2 separate regions of the Triticum aestivum genome follow, and region 1 is linked to region 2. Evidence: chromatin contacts called from public Hi-C data. All regions are on one chromosome and are shown on one strand. The core of a region is the stretch at or near the end of the contact, and the rest is flanking DNA. Distances in the headings are between cores, read along the strand shown. Region 1 holds the start of LOC123187403 (nicotianamine synthase 9). Region 2 has its middle 37 kb from the start of LOC123187403.

Evidence for each region. Hi-C and Micro-C count contacts between places; a contact is called where the count stands out from the background.
Region 1: a contact with region 2 is called in a Hi-C map of leaf, with 2.6 times the contacts expected there. The contact joins the promoter of LOC123187403 here to the enhancer-like site in region 2. A contact is called at or near these places in 3 of 5 Hi-C or Micro-C datasets (all in leaf).

What each region holds. Positions count from the first base shown.
Region 1 is chr2A:53,937,512-53,942,925 of IWGSC CS RefSeq v2.1, reverse strand. LOC123187403 (nicotianamine synthase 9) reads right to left here and starts at 3,752. Exons shown (of 1, transcript XM_044599259.1): 1 at 2,118-3,752. The coding sequence starts at 3,613. The coding sequence ends at 2,591.
Region 2 is chr2A:53,899,687-53,905,099 of IWGSC CS RefSeq v2.1, reverse strand. It overlaps the pseudogene LOC123187401. Among protein-coding and RNA genes, the nearest start is that of LOC123187403, 37 kb to the left of the region's middle. Within about 2 kb of position 2,184, at least 3 of the 8 cell types and tissues checked have an H3K27ac peak or open chromatin away from gene starts, as enhancers often do. A contact at or near this core is called in leaf, where this site is marked.

The sequences.
Region 1 (5,414 bases), core at 2,503-5,002, 36 kb before region 2:
AGCAGTGGTTTCCTTTTATTTTCTCTTTCTTGCCTTGATGTTATTACATATTGTTTTCTTTAGCAATGGTTTTTATTCCTGTTTTTTTTCTGTTTTCTTTTTTTTTTTGAAACGGCGGCAAAAGCTTTGCCACATCTCATTAAAAAAGAAACAGAGAGTTGCCCAGTTAATTATGGAAAACCAAGCAAAAATCGCTACATCCCACGAAGGGGCACACTGGCCAACCTGGCTACCTACAAAAGACTCACACACGCCTCCGAGAGAGGAGCACCACCTAGGCGGGCTACAGGCGTCATCGTCATCTTTCCTCCGCGAGCCAGCGACTCCGACTTCACCCGCAAATCCCCATCGGTGAGGCACACATTTTCATTTACTTGCGAATGGTCTGGAGTCTTACCAGCTAGCAGCATAAGTTGGTGCACTGGTCTGTCTAGGTTAGAGCCTCACATCTGCCTATTAAATTTAAGCATACTTCTTCCTGTGCTTAAATTATGTTTTATGTTTTCATTTGCTTATATAAGCTTCACAATATTTTGGTTCACTCTTGGTTAGAAACTCATTCTATATATAACAACAAATGTCCACTAAAAAAATGTTGTTTTCAATTTTTTTCAAGGCACCTCTAAAATGTTCATCTTTTTCTGTTATATTAGCAGAAAAAAAGTATTCATGGTATCAATTTTTATTTTTTATACAAAAAATCATTTGAAGCTGGTTATGAACTTAAGATTTATTGTCCTGATCTATTCATCAACTGTCAAGGTAGTACAAAGAACATAGTAATTTATTGTTAGTATTAGTATTACGAAACCTTTTATCCCAAACAAGTTGGGGTAGGCTAGATATGAAACCCTTTCACGAGGACTTCCCAGGAGGTCACCCATCCTAGTACTACTCTCGCCCAAATGGGTTTCATACCCAAAAGACTGGCTAGTTTTTACGTTGGCTCGCCAAGCCTATCACAACCCTTAGATATGAAACCCTTTCACGAGGACTTCCTAGGAGGTCACCCATCCTAGTACTATTCTCGCTCAAATGGGTTTCATACCTATGGGACCGACTATGCCTAGAAGACATAGTAATTTATTGTTGCACTCGTATAAAATCTTTTGCGAAGAAATGCCTTTCATGTTGTTATGGGCAGAAAAAAACAAATTCGTCACTACATAAGAGCTACTATTCACACTATAAGTCTTGTTTTTTTTTGCGAGAATTTCGTTGGAGAAGATTTCGTTGATAAAAAATTTTGTATGACTGTAATGATAACTCAAGTTTGTTCCCAAAAAGTTTCGGAAAGTTCTGATTTTTTTCGGAATTTTTTAAATAGTAATTTAGGTGTCAGGTGCACCTACCGCCATGTTCCAAGGGGTATTTCGCCCCAAAGTGCCATGTTTCTTCTGCATGAGAAAAAAAACTGATACCGACCTGTAGTAGAAGTAGTACTAACCGGCTTTCTTTATGTTTTTCTTTTCTTTTTTGAGAGGAGTCTTTTCGATCCCGCCGGTGGAAACTAGCCAAATACCCGCGCGTCCTATAGAGCAACGAGTGCATGGAGTGGTGACAAACCTCAACACCTTTCCTCTGCATTCTCGCTTTTCCCAGCAGTCGTGCACCCGTCTAGTTTTTGTTCTCTCCATATCAAACATTCACATATTTCATTGCAAAAAAAATTAAAAAAATCACATATTGCATCCCTACAGCATTGCTCCTCTTTGTCATTGGGCTGTTCGTTTTTTGGGCCAATTGGACCCTAAATGGTCTACTTGGAGCAACAAGGATCTAATGGCCCAAAAGCGGCCTTTTTGTTCTGCAGGTGAAAACAGAAACTGGACACCGAGCAGCCTGGTAGATCACACAAGTAGCAAAAAAAAAGCAAGTTCCATTCATTAAAATGGCTGGCACACAAATCGAGCAGCACGGTCGTTTCGGCACCAGAGAAAAAAAATCCCGCACTCCAATCATTTGGCAACCGCTGCTGGCAGTTGACCGTACTATATGAGCTTGCACTTTGCCAGCACCCATATATATTTGCTGATTAACTGCAACGATCGGGTAAATCGGAGGGCAAATCGAGATGATTATTTTCTTAAAAAAGAAGAAGAAATGAAGACAAGTCGTTGAAACAAGGGAATCAATTAGGAAAGCATCGGTACGGTGTTACACTGCTTCTTGGTGATGATGGATCACTTGAGTCATATAGAGTGTCAAAAACACTTATTACAACAACAGCTAGCAGGCAGGCAACTCGACTCGACTCGATCTCACCACACCACAACACGACACATATCATCCCCCTCCTCTATGTTAAACCCGGAGGCATATAGCAGCTGTCAGACGATTGCTAAAACAAACACGGCACGATTACGGTAGAAAATAAATAATCCAGCCAGCCATACGCAGGCAAGGATTAATAATTATGGTAAATAAGTAGCCACGTCCATCCATCCATGCATGAGGACAAACCAATTATTACCATGCATGTATGTATCGGTCGGTGATTAATCGGGCAAATATTAATCGGTGGGTGAGTTCATGCATCACCGTGCTCTGGGCGATGACGGTGACGGTGTCTGCCGGAGTGCCGGCCGGCCTACGCCTCCATCTCCTCCATGGCCATCTCCTTCATCTTCTGGTGCGCCCTCGTCCCCAGCTCGCAGGCGCAGCCCAGGCACGGTCTGCTCACCGCCACCGCGCACTGGGCCGGCATGCCGCCGTTGTTCACCGGCACGTCGCCGTCGGCGGCGACGGCTGCTGGCGCCGCCGCCTTGCGCGCGATGATGACGGAGTTGATCACCTCGTCCTCCGGGTGGTGCACGGTGAGCACCTCGAACCCGCCTCGCCGGATCTCCTCGGGGTCCACCACCGGGTACAGGAACCCGCGCGCGCCGTGCGCGCTCCGCACCACGAGCGCCGCGCCGGGGGCCATGTGCCTCCCGAGGTGCTCCACCAGGCGCGCCTTCTCCTCGGCCGCCATGCCCACCAGCGCCGCCAGGAACACCACGTCGTAGCCCGCCAGCTCGGTCGTCACGTCGGCCACGTCTGCCGTGCGGAACGCCATGCGCGCGCCGGCGTCGGCGTCGTTGCGGACCAGCCGGCTGGCGCGCTCGTTGGCCTCGCCGGAGATGTCGTAGTTGTCGAAGGAGGCGTCGGGCAGGTGGCGCGCGGCGAGCACGAGGGAGCTGAGCGGCAGCGGGCCGGAGCCGAGGAAGGCGACGCGGGCCGGGGCCGGGCCCGGGACGTGGCGGGCGAGGAGGCCGTGCTCCAGCTGGCTGAGCTTGATGTAGTTGTTGAAGTAGGGGAAGAGGGTGAGGTGGTCGAGCGGGTTGTCGTGCGCGGCGAGGAGGTCGGAGTAGTGCGCCTCCAGGTGGCCCTCGGCGTCGGCGCAGAGGCGGATGAGGCGGGCGCGCATCTCCTGCGCCTCCGGGCCCAGCGCGTCGACGTCGACGGTGCTCGCCGGGATGCAGGACGTCACCAGCTCGGTGAAGAGCGCGTTCACCGCCGGCGAGGGGCTCAGCGAGGGCAGCTCGCCGATGGCCGCGGCGAGGCCGGTGATCTTCTTCACCAGGGCCTCCTCCTCCATCACCTTCTTGTTGCAGCAGCCCTCCACGCCCATGATCTGCCGATCAGCTGCTAATCGACCCTCGCTCTGTGCTGATCTAAGTTCTCCGAGCACGAGATGCAGAGGGCACTAGCTAGCTGGGGGGCTGTGAGAGTGAGTGATGGAGGCGAGGGGCACGATCTGCTGTGGAGTGAGCGATGGGTGTTTATATAGCACACGGAGGAGTCGAGAGCGTGCTGGGGCCCGCGTGGCAGTGGCTAGGGGCGCGTGTTGCTCGGCTGATGATGAGCAGCCGTGGGGCCCCACAGCTGCTTCATCCAGAGCCGTTGGTTCTGCGGGTAACGGTTGTGTATTTATGTACTTCCCAGCTGATTATTTGGGAGTTTACACATCAACGTTTTCTGGCTGCTCTGACCAACAACCACCTACTCCGTTCATAAATATAAGTCTTTTATAAGATTTTAATATAGACTACATACGGATGTACGTAGACATATTTTAGAGTGTAGATTCACTCATTTTGCTTTGTAGATAAGTATAAGTCTTTTTAAAGAATTTAATGTAAACTACATACGGATGTATATAGACATATTTTAGAGTGTAGATTCACTCATTTTGCTTCGTAGGTAAGTATAAGTCTTTTTAAAGATTTTAATATAAACTATATACGGGTGTATATAGCCATAGTTTAGAGTGTAAATTCATTCATTTTGCTCCATATATAGTCTACATTGAAATATCTAAAAAAAAGTTATATTTAAAAATAGAGGGAGTAATTCATATTGGAATCTCTAAGCAGACATTATATTTAGGAATGAAGGGAGTATGTGTCATCACAAGTAGCTAGCTTAATTTTTACGAGTATCCAACGGTCAAGAAAGGCGCGAGAGCATCCAAATACCATCGTATCAGCTTCGAATTCACCCGGGCACCCGGCGGCAGGAAAGAAAGCGAAGTCGCATCTTGTGTGTGGTGTGTGGTGTTTGTATCTTCCGGCAAAGTAGGAGTCAAAAGCGGCAAAACACATTCTCGTGCAAATGGCTAAATGCAAGATCTATATTATTTTTAAATGAACTCTCATACCTGCTCAGGTCCGCTTGATCTAGCCACCGAATGAATCCAGATATCATTCAAAAGCTCGTTGTGCACCGTCTTGTTTTTTTTTTCAAAATGCAATGGCGAAAAGCTCCGGGCATCGCAGATACAGGGCTCCAACACGAGTCCAGTTGTCGTGCCAGTTGTGGATGCCATGAAAGGCGCCATATTCATCACATCGCAAGGCCCCGGGTCCATCCAGTGCAGCTAGGGCCACCTCAGCCCAAGGGCCATTCCAAATCTCTCGAGGTCTATAATGCCAAGGTCGCCAACCACTTTGGCCCGACAGACTGTCTTCCAGTTGACCAACGAGTGCCCACCGCCAGCGGTCTCACTATTGCCACCATACCACACGAAGTCATGTGTAATCCGGTTCACCTTGGCACTCACCCACTTAGGCAACGACATGTATGGCATGTGAAAAATGGCCATAGCGGTTAGGACCATCTTTGCAAGAGAGACCCTCTCAGCTCTCACGATGTATTTTCAACAGTGAATCTTGTCACTGAGCGACTGGAGGTGAACCTTTTGCGAAGGCGTCGCTAATATAGAGGGGGCCCAAATAGCGGCACGAGAAGGTTTCCAATCCTAGCGGGGAAAACAGTGAGAATGTCGTGCATGTCAATGCCCTCACAAACGGATGGGGAAGACCTCGGTCTTCAGAAGGTTTGTGACTAGGATGTTGGCATTAACGAAGTAGTCGGGGATGGAATTGGTCAGAATTAACTCTTCTTTGATAGGATTGGCAAAGATCCCAACA
Region 2 (5,413 bases), core at 935-3,434:
AATTATGAGGTAAAGATGCAATTAACTCTTTTCTCCATACATGAGGGAGTATACGATTTTGTTTAGTTGTGTGACGAAACTATTGTAAACACACTGTTTAAAATAATCTAACTAGTGGATAATGTGCACCGGGAGCCGAAAGGAATTACCAAACTTTGTGAGGTTACTCTCATCACATGCGTCAATAGCTCAATATACCGTGAGTAGTACGTTTCGCTGGATATTTCCGCCGCATATATGCACGCAGCTAGTGTAATATTATTTGGTGGTGCATGCAAGATGCCTCATCAAAACCGTATATATCTGGCATGTGGTTCCCGGGAGCCAACTTCCAAAGTTCCAACTGCCAACTACTACCAAGTAGAATTGTACTACAAACGGCCAAGATGCTCAGGCTAGCAGGCAGTACAACTCGACAACAATAATGACGGATGCGCCGCCGCTGCGAGCTTTGTTCGATACCGTAGACATACGTAGATACATCAATCACACCATACGTGCCCGCCCGGTGCAGCACACAATCACGCCTTTAGCTCTTGTATTCGAAAAGAGGGATGAGTCCATTTTGAGCCGTTTGACTACTGCGCCACCAACTCTTGTCCGACCTTTTTTTCTTTTTTGAAAATATAAGTTCAGTATAAAACGTCTCGAACATAATAAAATTACATCGAGATTTCGAGACCATCGAACAACCACTACTGCCATCAGGACGAGCCACTGATGTGCCGCTGTCACGGCTCCCCTCTACTGGAGTCGGCTTGATCTTGTCGATGACAGACAGAAAGTCTTTCAGGGCCGGACTAGCACCGCTTAGTTGATGTAAATGTAATGAAATTCGTCTTGTATTCGACAAGAGGGATGAGCCCTTTTTGAGCCGTTTGACTACTGCGCCCCCAACTCTTGTCCGACTTTGTTTTTTTGGAAATATAAGTTCAGTACAAGATATCTTAAACATAATAAAATTACATCAAAATTTCAAGACCACCGAGCAACCACTACTGCTATTAGGACAAGCCACTGATGTGCCACTGCCATGGCTTCCCTCTAGCAGAGTTAGACTTGATCTTGTCGATGATAGGCATGAAGTCCTCGTGCACATGCCCTTAAGGACTAGTGCCTTGGAGCTGCAGCCGTCACCGTTGAACCCTCGCATAGATCTGAAGCACTCGACATCAGATCTCACCACATGACGAGAAACTCTAATCTCACCGCCCAGAAAGATGGCGGGAATCTATACTGGAGCTCCGTCAACTATGTTCAAACAGACGAATTCGAGGAGAATCGAAGCTCAGAAGACAAACTCGATGAGAAGCGTTGCCATCTGCTTGAGCGTCGCACCTGCTAAGACTAAAAAACCCTAATCTAAACTATTAACCAGAGCGGAGGCACCGAAATTCTCCTCCTCGTTGTCGGCCACCGGAACGGCAAGCAGGGGAGAGGCGAATCCACGGGCTCACTGGTGAAGTTTGGAGCGGAAAGTTTGCTCTAGAGACCTAGGATTAGGGGAGGGCATGAAAAGCAGCCTTGGCTGATATTTTTTTTTAGGGGGGGGGAGGGGGTCATTTGTGCGGCAACCCGAACATTTTAGCCTTTTAACACAGGACTAGGAAAACGTGGTGTTTATAGCAGCTAAAAAACTGTCACATCTCACGTTTTCTCCGTCAATTCTAGCTCCCCGTGGTTTGGCTGACGTGGCAGCCGCCATCATCGGCGTCGCCGGCCATGGAATGGAGGCGGCGGTCGCCGTCGCCGACGCTAAGATTCGATCCGGCGTGGGCGCGGAGACTCCTGGCGGAAACGAGAGTGTGTTGCACACACGAACACACAACAGTAAAGAGTTGCAGGTACGGCTAGCTGCCTAGCTAGCGAGAGAGATCAAGACGTGCACACAACAAATTAACCAGGTTTCAGACAAAAGAACAAATTAACCGAAGAAAATATCAGCATGCAGGAATAGGAACATTCAGAACGACCGATCGGCCGGCGACCAGTAGCTGCAGCTCGCTAGCTCTGGCGTGCAAGGCAACACCTCCATGCAAAGTGTTCTCCCTCCCTCCCCGCCGCTCCCGTCCGGATCGCCTCGATGCGATTCTCCCCAGCTGACTTGTGCGCGCGCATGTGGCGTGCGAGGCTCGACGTGGCGAATCCGTGCGTGGTGGGCACGCGCGGGCACGCGCACCACACGCACACGCACCTTCGCCGCGACAGCGACGGTGGGCGCGTACGTGTGGGATGGATACGGATGCGTGGCCAACCCGACACACAAAGATTAAGATTTAGGAGTGATCCGCACGGGCACTTGTTGATTCTTCTGCATAGGTGGTGGTAACAAGGGAGACGAAACCTCCCCGATGCTCGATCCATCCGTGCCAAAACCTAGAATCTGTTCGTCCAATTCGATGGGCTCCAAAATTACGGCCTTGTCTTGTCTTCGTCCTATCGATACGGATCGATTTACCTCTGCACAGTCTTATCTTATCTGAGCCTTTGGGAATTTCCGCCTTTTTGTTCGGTTTTGTTCACGTACGCAACCAAAGTATTAAGGGTAAAGGCATCTCCAACGCTATCCCAAAAACGTAAACACCTTTTGTCCATGGACTATGTCCGGACGTGATCTACGAACACGATATGAGATTCAGCTATCCAACCCTATACCCCCTTCATACCACAATGTAGTGCGTCCACGTTTTTCAAGATCTAAATTTAATCATAAATTTAATCAACGAGACTGACTGTGACGGGAGCAAAAATTAATCTCACCCAATGTGAGATCTCACACAAGTCTCCTTTCCACCATTTGAGCTAGCTAGCTAGTACACCTTCCACCATTTCAGCTAGCTAGCAGGGAGAGATTTCTGGTCCGTCATGTGTATATCTGGGCTCACACCAAGTTTGCTTTTGGTTTGCGAGGAAACAAACAAATGGACGTGTCTGCAAACAAATACTCCCTCCGTTCTAAATTACTCGTCGTAGAAATGAATGTATCTAGAACTAAAATACATCTAGATACATCCATTTCTACAACGAGTAATTTAAAACGGATGGAGTACATATTTGCATTGGATGACAAAGTGCATCCAGACAGCTCGGTCTAAACTTTTGCATGTCGTTTAAGGGCCCGTATTGGGGCTATGCATGCGTGCTACTTTCAAAGTCGTCTAAAGAGATTAGTGACTGGAAAGAGAGAATATCTCTCCTGTTCACACTGGAATATATAAAGCTCGTTCTCTGACCTCTGATGTCTAGCAAAGGATACGTGCGTGCCCCATTGCCCCTGCTTTTACAAAGTTTATTGCTCCAGCTTATACTCTTTTCTTATATATATCTCGATGCCCTAGTGCAAGACCTCGCATATGCTAAATGGTCATTGGTTATCATCGCAAGTTTGGACCTTGTGTTGGATTGGTGCTTAACATGCATTTTTCAATTTATCTACCCCAGTTCATATTTTACTGTCAACATTGCTGTATATCGAATTATGGGCAAGAAAACCTTCACCAAATTTTTTTTGACAGAATGATTTGTCAAAGAGTAAACAAAAAAGGTGGAATCTCATTATTCTACCAAGTTTTGATGGGTAGACTTGAGCTAAAGCAAAATATAGTACATTTAGTGTCGATATGGATATATGCTCAACTGGGTCTGTCCCTTGTCTCAATGAAGCTCTCTTATTAAAAAGATCAGCAAGATGTGGCAGGCTCCAAACCTACAATTAAAATTGAATAAGCAACTTTACGGTGAAATATGAATAAGAATCTGAAGGCATTTGTAGTATAATGTCTCATATTTGACAACCTGACACAAGTTCGTCATCTATTCCAGTACAGTGGCATTATAGACTTTGAATAGGTAGATAAGGCAATAAGCTCACACGACAAAAGGGCAAACCTGTAAAGAACAACAATGTACTCCCTCTGATCGGAAAAAAGTGTCGCAGCTTTGAATAAGAGGGAGTAGTTTTTAGGGGCTTTTTCCCATCGCTATTTTGGTGGGGTGAATTAAGCTTGAGCCATTTTTGCAGAAGCCCCCACCCCGAAAGGGCTGGGTCCTTGTTTTACTGGTTTCCGCCTATATATTACGCACTATACAATACGATTGAATGTAGTACTCCAAAACTAGGTCATCAAATCATACAACTTGTTTTTTGATAACCGTCTAAAGAAAATATCAAATGACAGGCAGGTTGCATGAGAATAGTTCGACGTTGACTTCTATGGATGATAATATAACAAGAGATTTTATAAATGATAATACAATGCATCGGATCATACAACACATCGATGACCTAGTTTTGTGTGCCGACTTTTGTGTTATGCACTATATAATACATCGGATGCACATGTTGGACAACTATACACGGAAGGGATTATTGGCGGTATCGTGTGGGACACTCTTTACTTACGACAAAAGTACTGCCAGATATGAATTCGTGGATCTCACGCAACTATTTAAAAGTACCGGTAACAAAAACGCGCCGGTTCGATCTTATTTCCGACTAACAGGTGGGCCTCATAAAAATAGTTCCACATTGTCAGTGTCTCAGTGGCTGCTACAACTCATAGCCGAACCTTGTTATATCTTCCAAAATGCCATTGGCAACTATGCATGTATGCTTCCATGATGCCAGGTAGCCCCAGCAGGCCCTTTGCACCTTATGAGTTCACAGTGTCGTCATTCATCGAGAAGAGATCCAGCTAGGTAGCCCGCCCTAGGGTTGGTGGCACCATGGCATGTTACGTATAGACACTTCCTTTACAAAAAATACTATTGCTCCGTACTGTAGGCAGGTTGCTACCGATTCGATCGGAGCACCCTATAGCTTCGAGCTGTCTAGCTCGTAAAAAGTTTCTGCTTGTAACTCTTTTCACAGGTTTTAGATTTTTTATTTATTTTTGCATGGAATTCAGAGCAAGAAGAACACATAAATATTCCAAAGATAGATAAGATATCTTTGGCATATTTATGTGTTCTTCCTGCTCCGAAATATCAATTTAAATGGATTGCAGAACTTGTCTTATTTATGTTGCTTTGATAGCCCCTATATGTTTAGGTTGCTTCTTTTTATGCGCACTAAACGTGGACCTTTTCAACGATGTTGTGTTATCTTATACTCTATAATCTTAACCATTGTGGATTTCCAAAATTGTCTCCTATGCAAAAAAGGAAATCTACTACGCAACAAAAAGGGAGTCCTACACACCCAAGTGAAAAAGCGAGCTGATGCTAACTTTTTTTTCTTATTGTTTCCATATGAAATCAATCATCCCGAAGGAACAATTTAGTTGATGGATTGATTCTTAAGTACATTCCAAATGCATCAATTACAGGAATGCACATTGCTGGGAAACAAGGCAAGTTCATGCCGTCCTACTACTAAAAAGGTTACACACGATGACAATGTCGCCATAATTAG